Linked DNA regions of Zea mays: region 1 is linked to region 2. Evidence: chromatin contacts called from public Hi-C data. All regions are on one chromosome and are shown on one strand. The core of a region is the stretch at or near the end of the contact, and the rest is flanking DNA. Distances in the headings are between cores, read along the strand shown. Region 1 holds the start of LOC100501424 (Protodermal factor 1). Region 2 holds the start of LOC103629864 (UDP-glucuronate 4-epimerase 1).

What was found. A called contact is a pair of places that touch in the nucleus more often than the background predicts.
Region 1: a Hi-C map of leaf shows a contact between it and region 2, with 4 times the contacts expected there. The contact joins the promoter of LOC100501424 here to the promoter of LOC103629864 in region 2. A contact is called at or near these places in 3 of 25 Hi-C or Micro-C datasets (ear, leaf and tassel).

What each region holds. Positions count from the first base shown.
Region 1 is chr6:118,924,503-118,931,265 of Zm-B73-REFERENCE-NAM-5.0, forward strand. It overlaps LOC100501424 (Protodermal factor 1), which reads left to right and starts at 1,881. Exons shown (of 3, transcript NM_001346922.1): 1 at 1,881-2,079; 2 at 2,219-2,828; 3 at 2,962-3,607. The coding sequence starts at 1,959. The coding sequence ends at 3,316.
Region 2 is chr6:118,713,470-118,720,175 of Zm-B73-REFERENCE-NAM-5.0, forward strand. LOC103629864 (UDP-glucuronate 4-epimerase 1) reads right to left here and starts at 1,283. Exons shown (of 1, transcript XM_008650954.3): 1 at 1-1,283. The coding sequence starts at 749.

The DNA.
Region 1 (6,763 bases), core at 631-3,130, 210 kb after region 2:
TACTTAGAGTTGATCAAGAAGCATCAGCAGCTCGAAAATTACATTTTGATGAAGCACATAATAAATTTCGATGTAATTGGACCTGTAATAATCAATTTTTCATAGTTTTGATGATAGTAGAAGTCGGAACTGATCACTACAATCTCTAGTATAGAGTATATGGGCTATTGAAGCAACACACATGAACAGACCAGCAAACTCTGAATGGTTCTGGAAAAAAATGACACATATGAAACAGTCGAGCATCCACCTTTTGTAAGGCGCATCAGTGCATGGCGCTGTTGTACACCATGCTTAAAGGAGCAGTAGCAGAGCTAGAAAATGTTCTGATCTTATTATATTTTCTCAAAAAGAATCTCAATATCTATCCATCTGATGACGACATCAAAAAAACCAATATCTAGAACTCAAAAGAGTAATACTCACTTAAACCAATTCAATTTAATTCACTCCACTGAAGAGAGACAAGTAGAGCCTTCGGCGATGTTGGATGAGCTATGTGTCTCGCTCTTGGTTGCAGCCGTCCTTCCCTGGCATCACCATCAGCACTCTAATGTTTAACTCCATGTTTGGTAGGCTTGCAAAACTTACTGCCGTCCTCCCCTGGCATCACCATCAGCACTCTTATGTTTAACTCCATGTTTGGTAGGCTTGCAAAACTTACTGGTACATTTTGTACGGTGTGAGCTTATTTATACTTGGAGTGCTAATCCATTTTAGCGGTAGAACAATAGCCGGAACGTCAAACCTGGTGGCGCCAAACGAAATTGTAATCGCGCGGGCAGAATAAGAATTCGACCTCGAGACCTAGTGTAATGACGACCAGTGTTGCAACCATCTAAGCTAACATCTTGTGTTTGATTTGGAACTTGAACCTATTTATTAGGTGTATTATAGGAAAGAACAACCATATTTAACAGCTCCTTGGTATATGAGATCATGTTCAAAATATCAAATATTTGAAAACTTTCCACGCAAGAGCAATGGATGGGTGGGTGGGTGGTGGTGGAGCGGTAATAAAATGAATCATGAATGGAGAGCAAAGCATCACTCCACGCAAGATAAAAGGATGGGTCAGGTGGGTTGCTGGTGGTGGAGCCGTATAATAAAATGAATCATGGATGGACGGAGGAGCCATAAGCTATGTTTATTTGACCGTTTTCTAGCTTCTAGGCATAGTTTTTCAGTCTGTTTCTATAAAAATCGTTTTGGTCGAAATTATACAAAATCAATGTGAACATTGTATTGACTAAGTTGTTACGATAGTAAGAAACCGTCACTTTATACATCTTAAACCATATAAAGTCTTTTATCTTTCTTCGCACGTAATCTACACGATACTAAACTTTTCCTCACATACAGATTTTTAGAAAAGCTTATCAGAAAAAAGCTAAGTCAACTAGATTCTAAAAAAAGGTACTTAAAAAAATTGAACCAAACATATCGTAGAAACTGTTTCGGATTAAAGGCACATTGAAAAGACACATTCAAACTGCTTGAGCTATTTCAGTTCACTTCCTCCGATACATCCTGCTTCTCTTCCGACAGGAGATGGGCTTGAAACAGCCCAGAGCGCATGCACCAGTCTCCTCCCCTCCAGCACTCCACTCCAGCAGTCCGCGCGCGGAGGCAAGCGCACGCCTGGCCTATTCCTAGTTTCCTACTCGGATCATTCAGTCGGATGATGAATTGCTCGATACACATACGTTCATATGCGCGCATTGAATTCCTCCGCCAACCACCCCGCTGCGTCATCTGCGACACCCATGAATTCACGACGCTCGCCTTCAATACTCCGTGGCGCCAGAGTCTGGTAGCTTCTGCTCCCGCTTTATATACGCGCCTGCTCAGCTCATTTATCTCATCTCGCCCCTCCGTTCCAAGCAGTAGCACACACCGCCGCTCGCTCCACAGCAGAGGACAGGAGGAGGAGCAAGCGAGCAGAGGCAGCAGCTGCTATGGAGGCGCGGAGGACGGGCAGAGATCTCCTCGCGAGCTTCGTGCTCGCGGCGTTGGCCGCGCAGGCATTCGTGGCCGTGGTGGAGTCCAGGGCCAGCCCCGCGGAGAAGGCTAGCCAAGGTATAGTACATCTTCTTGAGCTCTGCCCACTCCAGATGAAACAAGCACCAATGCCGATGTCCCATGAGGGCGGCGCCGTGGCGAGCAAGCTTGCATTTTATTTTATTTTTTACCTTTGAGATGGCGTCGGCGCATGCAGGCGACGACGTGAAGAAGCCGGACTGCGTGCCGGGGATGGACCCGCGCTCGTTCCCGGGAATCGGCAGCGGCAGCCACGGCGGCGGCATCACTCCCGTGACGCCGTCGCACTCGCACGGAGGCTCCACCGGGACGCCGTCCCACGGCGGCGGCGGCGGCGGTGGGGACTTGCCGTCGCCGTCGCACGGAGGGACAACACTGCCTTCCCCGTCCCACGGCGGCAGCGGTGGGGACTTGCCATCGCCGTCTCACGGAGGGACAACGCTGCCTTCCCCGTCCCACGGCGGCTCCGGGTCCACGCCGACGTCGCCCTCCACCGGCGGCTCCCCGTCTCACGGCGGCTCCGGGTCCTCGCCGACAGCCCCGTCCACCGGTGGCGGCTACGGTGGCTCCCCGTCCCACGGCGGCGGCGCGTACGGTGGGTCTCCGTCCACTCCCGGCAGCGGTGGCGCCTACGGAGGCGGGTCTCCCTCGCCGGCCCATGGTGGCGGCGCCTACGGGAGCTCCCCGACGCCGGCGTACGGCGACGCCCCCTCGCACGGCGGCATAGGGACCTCGTCGCCGACGCCGTTCGACCCCCACAGCTTCGGCTCTCTCCCGGGCTCCTGCGAGTAAGCCACTGCTCATAGTCATACATCATGATTCATGACGCGTACGTCGGTGTGGCCAACTCGCCATGCATGCAGCCACTGACCAAAAGTTGCTCTGTCGTCTACTCTTCATCGTGACGTGACCACCGAGCAGCTACTGGAGGTCGCACCCGATGGAGATCTGGTCGGCGATCGGCGGGCGGTTCCCGGGCACGTCGTCGTCGATGGGGACGATGGGCCACTTCTTCGGCGCGGCTGGCAGGGTAGGCGGGACGGACGTGAGCATCCAGGACGCGCTGGCGAACACGCGGTCGGACGGCGCGGGCGCGCTGCTGCGCGAGGGCGCCGCCGCGCTGCTCAACTCCATGACCCGTTCGGGCTTCCCCTACACGACGGAGCAGGTGCGCGACACGTTCGCCGCGGCGGCGGCGGCGGCGGCGGGCGGGTCCGACGGCGCGGCCGCGGCGCAGGCGGCCGCCTTCAGGATGGCCAACGAGGGGAAGGCGTAGAGATCGAGCATGTGTACGTACGTGCATGGTAAACTGGAGTGTGTGCTCCGGAGCACGGTACATTCTTGGCTGCTGCTGTTGCTTTCATGCATGGCTACGACGTAATACGTGCCTTGGTTGTGTGCGTTTGTGTGTGTGTGTGTGTTTGAGTGTTTCATCGGTGAAGAAGACACCGAGCTAGACCTAGCTTATTCTGGTGTGTAGTCGCTCGCTCTTGCTATTTTTTGTCGTTTGGATCGATCGGTTTTTCCGCGATGAATGGATGAAGCAAACTGGTAGCTCGTATCCTAATAACTAGCTAGCTGTAGTTGGATTTCGATCATGATCCTGAATCCTGATGCAGGCAAAGCAACCTGCAAAGTAACCAGTTCTTGGCGCTGCTAGCTGTTATCTTTGCATGCATGCACTATCTTCCGGCTACTGAAGAACACTTCATTTGAGCGTTGGGGCATGCAACTCACAACCACTGCGGAGGAGGTAGCTTGCAAAAAGAGATTGCTCTGTACCCGCATACAACGAATTAAAACCATTCACGAGATTTGACGATCTACCGTACGATGTGGAACTATAGATACAGAGCACATTAAATACATGCATGCATGGCTCACGCATTCGTTCGCTCCGTGTTGAGGACTTTTCTCAAATGCTATGAATCAAGAACAAGACAACATAAAAATTGTTAAATGTTATAGTCCTTCGTCCTTCGAAGCATTATTTTCCTCAGGATATAATGGATTCCGGACGAATGTTATGAAGGTTATACCTTCATAAACACAACAAATAATGAGGAAGGATAAAAAAATATGTAAAATAATTTAAATACATGATTATTATTATTAACTCATTTCTATTTCATTATTGTAAAAATGATAACAAATTACAAATGTACCTTCGGCTCGAAGGAAAGCAAAAATACCAGCGTGAAGCAAAAACAAATGCCCAATGCGTGATTATAGGAGAGCACGTGAACAGTACAGGGGTACTGTTCACCTATTTATAGGCACAGTTCACAGCCTGTATATAATTACATTTATACCCTTTACAATGAACTATAATAATGACACAGAATATCATGGGTCTTTAAGTCATTTCATCTTTAAGTCGGTTCACCCCTTCGTCTTGAGACATGTCACTGTACCGAAGCTTTATAGTTGATATCTTCGGCGCTGTTTTGGAGAGGATCTGCCGAAGGTGTTTATTTCTTTAGGATCTTCGGCTACGAAGCATACCCCCAACAGTAGCCCCTTCGCGACGCTAGATCGTTTTTCGTAACGAGCTTGATCCGTGAAAAATCTTCTAAGCTTCGGGATGCCGAAGATCCAAAAAACACCTTCCCTGAGCTCGTTGGCGAGAAACGATTAAAATAATCGTCGGACGCGCGACCCATCTTGCACCGATTACACTCTTGCCAGCGATTCACCTTCTCGAGCTATGTGGCCCACCATTCAGTGAGCGCAGGTGACTGTTTGTTCGGTGTTGGAGACCTTGCCGATTCACCTTCCCACCTGCAGCACTATATAAATAGACGGGTAGGTGTGAAGTTACCGTAACATTCATTGCTATTGTACTGTTTTGCTGCCAAATTTTTAGTCATAGCCGAAGCTTGATCATTGCGCTCATACAAAATCTGCTTCGGCGCAAGTGTAAGAGCTTCGAAAAAGACAAAAAAGCCAATTCAAAAAATTTCAAGTAAGTCATAATCAAATGGCCAGAGTTCGCTCTACTGCAAGAGTCGATCGCGAGGGAGACGAAACCGAAGCTGTAGAAACTGTTCCTATCTCGGAAGCAATGAAGCGATCTGGGTTGATGACACCGGAAGACGTCCCTGCTGCTGAAGCAGAGCAAGCAGATATTGAAGAGACCGATTCTGAAGATGATTACAACATCGCAGTGCCGAGCAAGCCTAGCCACCTGGACTTCGGAAAGTCGAGCATCTCCAAAGCTGATTTTCCTAAGATGGTGAAGTCGGACTACTTTAGCGAAGATAAAAAAGAGCTGATTCGCTTCGGTGGAAAAGAAACTACTCCGAAGCCACAGAAAGATGAAATAGTGATTTTCAAGAGTTTCCTCAAAGCTGGTTTGAGATTTCCTTTGAACAGGATGATTGCCGATGTGCTAAAGAAGTTTGGGATCCACTTTCATCAACTAACTCCTAACGCTATTGTTAGGCTTAGTGTTTATATTTGGGCTCTCTGAAGCCAGGGGTGGAACCATTTGCCGAAGGTTTCTGCCGGGTGCACGAGCTACATTACCAAACCAAGACCAGAAAGGATGGGCTACATGAAAATTTTGGTTGTTACAATTTTGCCTATCGGAAAACTACAAAATTTTCTGTGATCAGCTACCGAAGCAAGTGGCCGGCAGGCTGGAAATCGGAATGGTTCTACGTCGAAGTTGATGATGACAAGGAGAAGCTAGTCCAGAGTCCGCTTGAACTGATCTTCGGAGAAACCAGACCCCAATGCAATATGACACCAGAAGGTCCAACCCAAACTGCGTTGGCTGAATTTAGGATTATCGCAGAGCGCATTGGCTTACAAAATATTTCCAACTATGAAGGAATGGGTTATGCCGAAGCTTGAAAAAGAGAAGAAAGAGGGGGAGCTTGTCCGACTGCCCTACCACTATAAGTTCAAGAAATATTTCAAGCACCCTGCCAAGAATGGCTCGAAACAATCAAAGTAATGTGCACTGAAATTCTTGGGAACTATTCTAAAAAGGAGGATCAATTGATGACAGCAGCCTTCGGCACCCGGCCAAAACGAAGGCTAAACAGAGTGCTTGATGCTATAGGCTTTGAATATCCTGATTATGAGCGACTCGACAAGGGTGCCGAAGGGCAGAAAAGGAAAAGAGTAGCTGGCGCTTTGATCAAAGACGACGAAGATCAATCAAAAAAGAAGAAAGAAAAGTTTGAATCGAAAGTGTTAACTTCAAAGAAAAGAAAGGAATCAATCCCGGAACAAAAATCAATTGATGAAGAAGAGAAGACTTCTGCGACATCTTCTGATGCTGAAATAAAGGAAATTCTAAAGGTAATGACTGAAACTTTGCCTGTCAAACTAAGTCCATTGGGGCTTCATCTGACGAAGCTTTTTCATAATGAAAAGGAGCCCACAAAGACAAAGGCATCTAGGCCAAAAAGACAAAGGATTGTTACCGTGACTGAAGTGATTGAAACAACAACACCAAGAGCTCCAACTCTGAAGATGCCGACAATTGAAATCATGACAGCTACTGAAGCTGTACCTTCGGAGGCTGCCGTAGAAGAGGCCAGAGCCGAAGATGCTAACTCCGAAGGTATTAATTTAGAGAGCATAGCCGCTGATATAGATAAAATGCTGCTAAACATGGCCGCTGAAGAAACTGCTGCAGCCACCAAAGAGACCACGGCTGCCAAACCCGAGAAAGGAGGAATAACCGAAGATACCTCGGAAGATGAAACTT
Region 2 (6,706 bases), core at 33-2,532:
GCGGCGTACAGCGACGCAGGCCGGTCGGTGCGGTGCGCCTCCGAGAAGGGGACGCGGTCGTTGAGGCCGTAGACGGAGGAGGAGGACGCCCACACGACGGCCGGCTGCGGGTCGGCGTCCTTGCAGGCCTCGAGGAGGGACACGAGGCCGGCGATGTTGGAGTGCACGTACGACGCCGGGTTCTCCATGGCGTAGCGCACGCCGGCCTGCGCCGCGAGGTGGAGCACGTGGGTGAAGGGCACCACGTCGAAGAGCTTGGCCAGGAGGCGGCCGTCGTTGATGTCGCCCTCCACCACGAACACGCCGTGGGAGCCCAGCAGCGCGCGCCGGGCCTTCTTCAGCGAGGGGTCGTAGTAGGAGTTGAAGTTGTCGAGGCCCAGGACGCCGTCGCCGCGCTTGCGCAGCGCCAGCGAGCAGTGCGTGCCCACGAAGCCGGCGGCGCCCGTGACGAGCACGGACAGCCCGGCGCCCTCCGCGGACCCCGGCGGCCGCCGCGGCGACGCCGACGCCCGGATCTGCCGCTCCCAGTGCAGCCCGCCCCAGGACGCCGCGAAGTAGCGGGAGGAGGTGTCCACGATGGAGTGGACGCTCAGGTACGTGGCCGTCATGGCCACCAGGAAGAGCGCCCACAGGAACATGGTCCCCGTGGACGCGAAGCAACGGTGCAGGTACCGGCTCATCGCCCCCGCCCGCTCCACCTTCACCTTCCCCGGCGTCGACGGGTACAGGTCCTCCTCCAGCACTCGCATCCTCCTCGCATGCGATCCACCTGTACTGCACTGCAGCCCACTCCGGCGGCCAATGCGCTAGCTAGGAGCTTTTGCAGCTGGTCTCGGTCGGTCTCGGGATCAAGCCGTCGATTCCACCTCTTGCTGGCTGCTACTCCTCTATATATGTGACGACGTTCTTGCATGCGCTTTCCTTGCAAGATCGTCTTCTCGGAGTTGGCATGGTGCACGACGATGAGCGGAGGCGGCCGGCACGCGCTAAGGGAACTAAGGAGGGGAGGAGAGAGAAAGGTGAGATGTTATAAATAGCCATTGTTGGCTTCGCGTGTTGTGTTTCCAGGGCTCGGCGATGTTGATGGAGGTCCCTGTAATTTAGCCCCGTCTATTTTTAGCTGCTGGAGTTGACACACAATGACACAATACTGCGCTCTTCTAAGCTCGGTCGCCTCGACGTAGATGCTTCCTCCTCCTCTCCTTCTGGCGGCAGCTGCTCTCGAGGAGGTTTGAAAGTGGCGTGACCATTAGGACCGTTTGCACACGGCAAAGGGCTCTCAGTGAAAAAAAAAATCGTCGGTATAGGACTAGAGATGTCCAAATGGGCCGCCCGGCCCGGCCCGGCCCGGGCCCGGTGAAGCTCGGCCCGTTTTGGGCCCGGCTCGCCAGGCACGGTTAGAAAACCGGGCCGGGCCGTCTAGGCACGCGGGCTCAATTCCCTGTCCGAGCCTGGCCCGCAGCGGGCCTAAACGGGCTATGCGGGCCGATAAGTACTTTTTAGTGTAAAAAAGCGGGCTTAACGGGCTTAGAGGTAAACGAGCCGTGCCGGGCTAGCCCACCATGCCTAGTTTCTTGTCCGAGCCCGGCCCGCTTATTCGTGCCGGGCCGGCCCGGGCCCGCATAGAACCAGGCCGTGCCGGGCTCAAACAACGGACTTCGTGCCGGGCTCACGGGCCTCGTGCTTATTGGACATCTATATATAGGACTTCTTGCCGACTGCTAAATCCAAACTTGGCAAATAAAAAGTGCCTTAATAGCGTGAGTGATGGTGATAGAGTCTTTATCGAGCGCCTGAGTTTGGCACTCAACAAAGCAAGTTCTAGGTAGCTCACACAACTTGTGTCAAGTGGTATGGTCAGTGCACTCGGCAAAGGTGGGAGCTTTGTTAAGTGTCTTGGCTTTGACACTTAGCAAAGGAAGTTTCCAGGTGTCCAGACAATGTGTCTTTTGTCGACTGCTCTGGACATTGCATTCATCAAGACACCTTTTGCCGAGTGCAACACTCACTACAGGAAACTAATTAACTTCCAAGAGCCCAAATCATCAGAAGTTAGCTACCAACTCTCGGAAGTTATGAGCACTATCGAAAGTTAAGTGGTGCCATCAGAAGTTAAGCTCTCGGAAAGTTTCGGTTGAAAGTTAGCTTAACTTCCTACAACTATCTTCGAAGTTAGCTAACTTACGACGGCTAACAGTGCCTCTCTAAAGTTAGCCTAGGTCTGACGTCGTCCGCGGGCCTGACACCATCAACCACTAACTTCCGACGACTCAGCCTCCTCTCTCAAAAGTTAGCTAACTCTAGGAAGTTAAATTGACCACCATTATAAATATTGTTTCTTTTTCAGTTTCCACCACATTCCACAACATTACACATAGAATAGCAACAACACCACACCACATTTCACATATAACATCTCACATACAATCACCATAAGAACAATAACAAAGACAATAATAGTCTTATCTATTTCATCACAATCACAAAGGTCACAATGCGGGTCTCAAAAGTGTCGAATCTCATCTCATAAGTCACAACTACAAGTAACAACAATATTAAATCTCACAAAAGTCACAAAAGTCTCATAGGTCACTGCTGTCGATCATCATCGGGAAACTCACACGAGTGATGTTCGCCACCACCACTGGCAGGCGGCGCTGTGGTGCTCGACGGCAGGGCGGCTGGCCAGGCACGGTGGCGTGATGATGGGCAACGTGGTGGCAACGGGCAGACGACCATAACGCCTTTAAGGATGTTCCTCCTTCAACCTTGCTAACAAAGAATAGTAGGTAAAGAATTACCGCACTAGGATGTTCCTCCTTCAACCTTGCTAACAACTATCTTTTGTATACTTCTTGTCTTGCTTAAATTTGTGGTCTGGGTATGCTCCCGCGTTTCTATGCATGGAAGACACGTCGTGTGTGGGTCTGCTGAAACCGCTTTCCCCGTCCCCTACGGAGCAGCGTGCTTGGGTTGTTGGGCTTCTGTCGCGGTGCATTTGGCACAAGCCTACTTGCCATGTCATTCGTTGCTATAAACAGAAGACATGGCGTGCCTGACTTTGTGTCATTATGTGGGTGACTGAGGCGCTCGCGCCCCGTGCGGGGCGCGGATTCACTGAGGACGGGTAGTAGATAGACGAATTGGATTAGATGTGATCGATGTGAAGAGAATGTGTCTTGTGGGCTATTTTAAATAATATAAGGGGTTATTTGTAAAAATATGACGCGGGACGACCGTCGAAACTAGTGTTTTAATATAGTAGAGACTAATTAGTTGTCCGTATATTGCTACGTTTTCTATATATCATATTGATAGACCTTGTTGAAATAAGATATTAATTCAAACATGATTATGTTTTTTATTTTTAATTAATTATTATGCATATATATTTTTACTATCCATCCTTGCATCATGTGGTGCCTCAGTGTCCAAACTTCATTACAAGTTTAGTTATACCAGAGACAAATGAGTGATGTTCAACAAAAGATATATATTTTTAGATCGAGTGATAACTCTCATTGATGGACTCCCTATGATGAGGTATTGTGGATGAGCTTGTAGTAGGGGTGGTGTTCTTTGATCAACCACTTGAGGGGAGGTTGTAGAACATCAACATCTTGAGCTTGTGTTAGTTGTGTCATTTGACCTCCCCCTCCACACACACACACATAGCTAGTCATAGCTTCTATGACCAACCAGACATAGCATGAGACATGAGCTCTAGCATGAGAACCTTCTTCTGACTTAGATGAGGAGGCACTTCTCATGTAGTTTGGACCACTCCACACACTTAACACCTTACACAATTGTGTCGGTCCCTCCATAGGACACTTAGGTTTTGTAATTTAGTGTGCTTGATGCTAAGGGAGAGTGGGGACAAGAAGTATGTGAGATAGGGGGAGAGACATAGACATGGACGGTGGATCTTGCTATCCTTATATGTTATACTCTCATGATACACAATTATGTTCATATGTTGCATACACATTTCCTTCCATGCATTGTATAATACTTTATGTTGTATGTGTATGGTAAGTTCTGACATGCGCTACTCTCATTGTATTTATATAGACACTTGTGCTTGTTTATACTCTTACTTTATACTTCATGCTAACGAGTTTTAATCATGTGCTTATTTTTAATCTTTCACTCTTATGGTACATGTTATGAACTTAGTTTGTATGAACTTGCACTAACATTTCATGTTTTAAATCTGCAAGTTCAAATGTATAGCCTCGTTAAAGCCACAGAAGGTTTGTATGGACTTTATGTTTTAAGTCACATAATCTTTACACTATTTAAACCGTACGTTAAATAGTGTCTGTGGGAATGACATGTGAGGAAGAGAGGGATCAGTGTCTTTAACAACAACATGGTGTCCAGCGTATAACGCAGGTTCGAGGGAGCCACTATGGTTAGAGGACGAGAAGAGGCCACCAAATTTTAGACACAATAGAAGACCTTGCTAGAGGCGTAGGGACAAGCTTGGTACGTTAAATATACGGACAAGATCCTTTACATGACCTTGTTGGAGAGAGCCTTATGTAACACGGATAGGGTAAGTGGTCAAGTTGGCTAGGCCTATGTGAAGTTGGACTTATTGGGCCAAAGTCGCACTAGATGTCCGGATAATCTACAATCTACATGCTTTGTCTTGTACACAGTTTCAACTGTATACTGTATGTGCACAAATGAGTTAAATGACCATTCTGGGATCCAGCACAATCTTCATCACGCAGGAGTTATCTGCTGGTTGACTATACTACATCGGACTTGGTAAAAAAATAGAACCTGATTTTATCGTTTACGTAATGATCGGGGCTGCAACAATTTATCGAATACACCTTCATACCGTATATACAATAAACCGGAACAAGGTCGACGTATAAACGGATAAACCAACGTTCATTGGTAACTTCTCGGCCCTACAAACTTAAGGCCGCGTTCGTTTTGGGCGGTTTGGCCTATTCCGGGACTGGTTCCAGGGGAAAGAAATGACCCGGTTTGGAATCGGACCGTTTCTTTGAGAGGTGTTCGTTTAGATCTGACTAAAAAACAAGAGTGGTCCGGTTTAGATTTTTTTTTCTCCCACCACGGTCTGGAAGTAAACCTGGTATACTACCCTCCGGATCCGATCTGCAGCTCTGGCGGCAGCGGAGGCAAAGAGGCGACGACGCCAAGTGACGGTTTGTTGCGGTCTTCTCTCTGGTAAGCCCTCGCCGATGCCTTCCTTCCCCAAACCGCCTGTCCCTCGGAAATGATTTCCTTCCCTCTGGTAAGCGACACGCACCGTCGCTGTGTCCCTTCTCGTCGGCACCATAGGCCGCTTGCGCAGCTCGCTGCCGGATCTTTGACACCACTAATGTATGGAGAGAAGAGAGGGACATCCTCGCTTCTGGTATTCGTAGCGAGAGAGAGACAGTGATTAATGGCTTGCGACCTTTATTTAAGTTGGGGCCTGGCAATAATTCAATTGTTTCTTTTTGTAATCTAGCAAATCTTGATACAGACCATTGCTAGTACGTCCTTACATTGCGTTGATAAAGGTGTAGCGCTGTAGACCTTGCGTGTCATGGTATTATTACTCTTGGATGTCTAGTTGTTACTTGACAACTGAATATACATTGTGTATATTACAGATTGTTAGTGCCACCATTGTTGTATAGGAGCTTGTTAGTACTGTCGTTGCTGTCAAACAGGTGTTGCAAGTGTATTTATTCCAGGCTGAAACGAACGAGCTATTCTGCAGTTTTGTATTGATTCTAGACCTGGATTCATCACTGACCAAGTTTCAGTGAACCAACCGGATGCACTATATCCGGGCCAAGAATAGAAACATACGTAATTTTAATCTTGCACAAACGAACGCGGCCTAAATGAGACCTAATCTGCTCTAACACTGTTAATGAGAAGAAGAATGTTGTCTCTACACTTTCACTGTCCCAAACCTTGGCGCTATTGTACACCTATGACTCAAGGACGAAACCTGCACTCATGCGGTACGTGAAATTCAGCATGTCGACTTCAACAGCTATATGACCAAATGTAATATAAATTGATTTGTGTGTTCTTGTCGTAAGTAAAATGGACCGCGGCCCATTTAATTAATAGATTTTAATATTTAATGATCAATATAAATATTTGGACTAATAATGGTTGCTAGTGTTTATTGTTTTAGTTTAAAAGAAGCAGCATGAACTTGGACGGAGGCAACAAGGTGATTAAGAAGGTTAACACCTCAAAGCAAGACATTAAAGTACTCGCTAAAGACTTATCAAGATCAAACAAGAGTTAATGATATAATATGAAAGGAGCTAAAAGAAGAAACACGCAGATATGAAAAAAATAGGTTGCACACGGTGTCGGAGTTTCGAACCAGCGCCGACGAGTAAATTTGTGTATGCGCATTCTGGATCCAGATGTTATGCTCAGTGGGCGCAAGATTTTATATTTGTTTGGACGGATCGTCACTGTAAGGAAAATGGACCCCAACCAATTCGATTAAGGGATTTTGTTATTTGATCAACAATATAACCAGTGAACTAATGTTTTCCATGTGTTTGTGTTTTGTAGTTCACATGATGTGAAATAGATTAGACTTAGGCTCTAAGAATGCAACACCTCAAAAGAAGATCGTAAAAAGACCTTTATTGAAGATCTACAAGTATCAAGAAAAGTCCAAGACACGGAGAAGAATCAACCA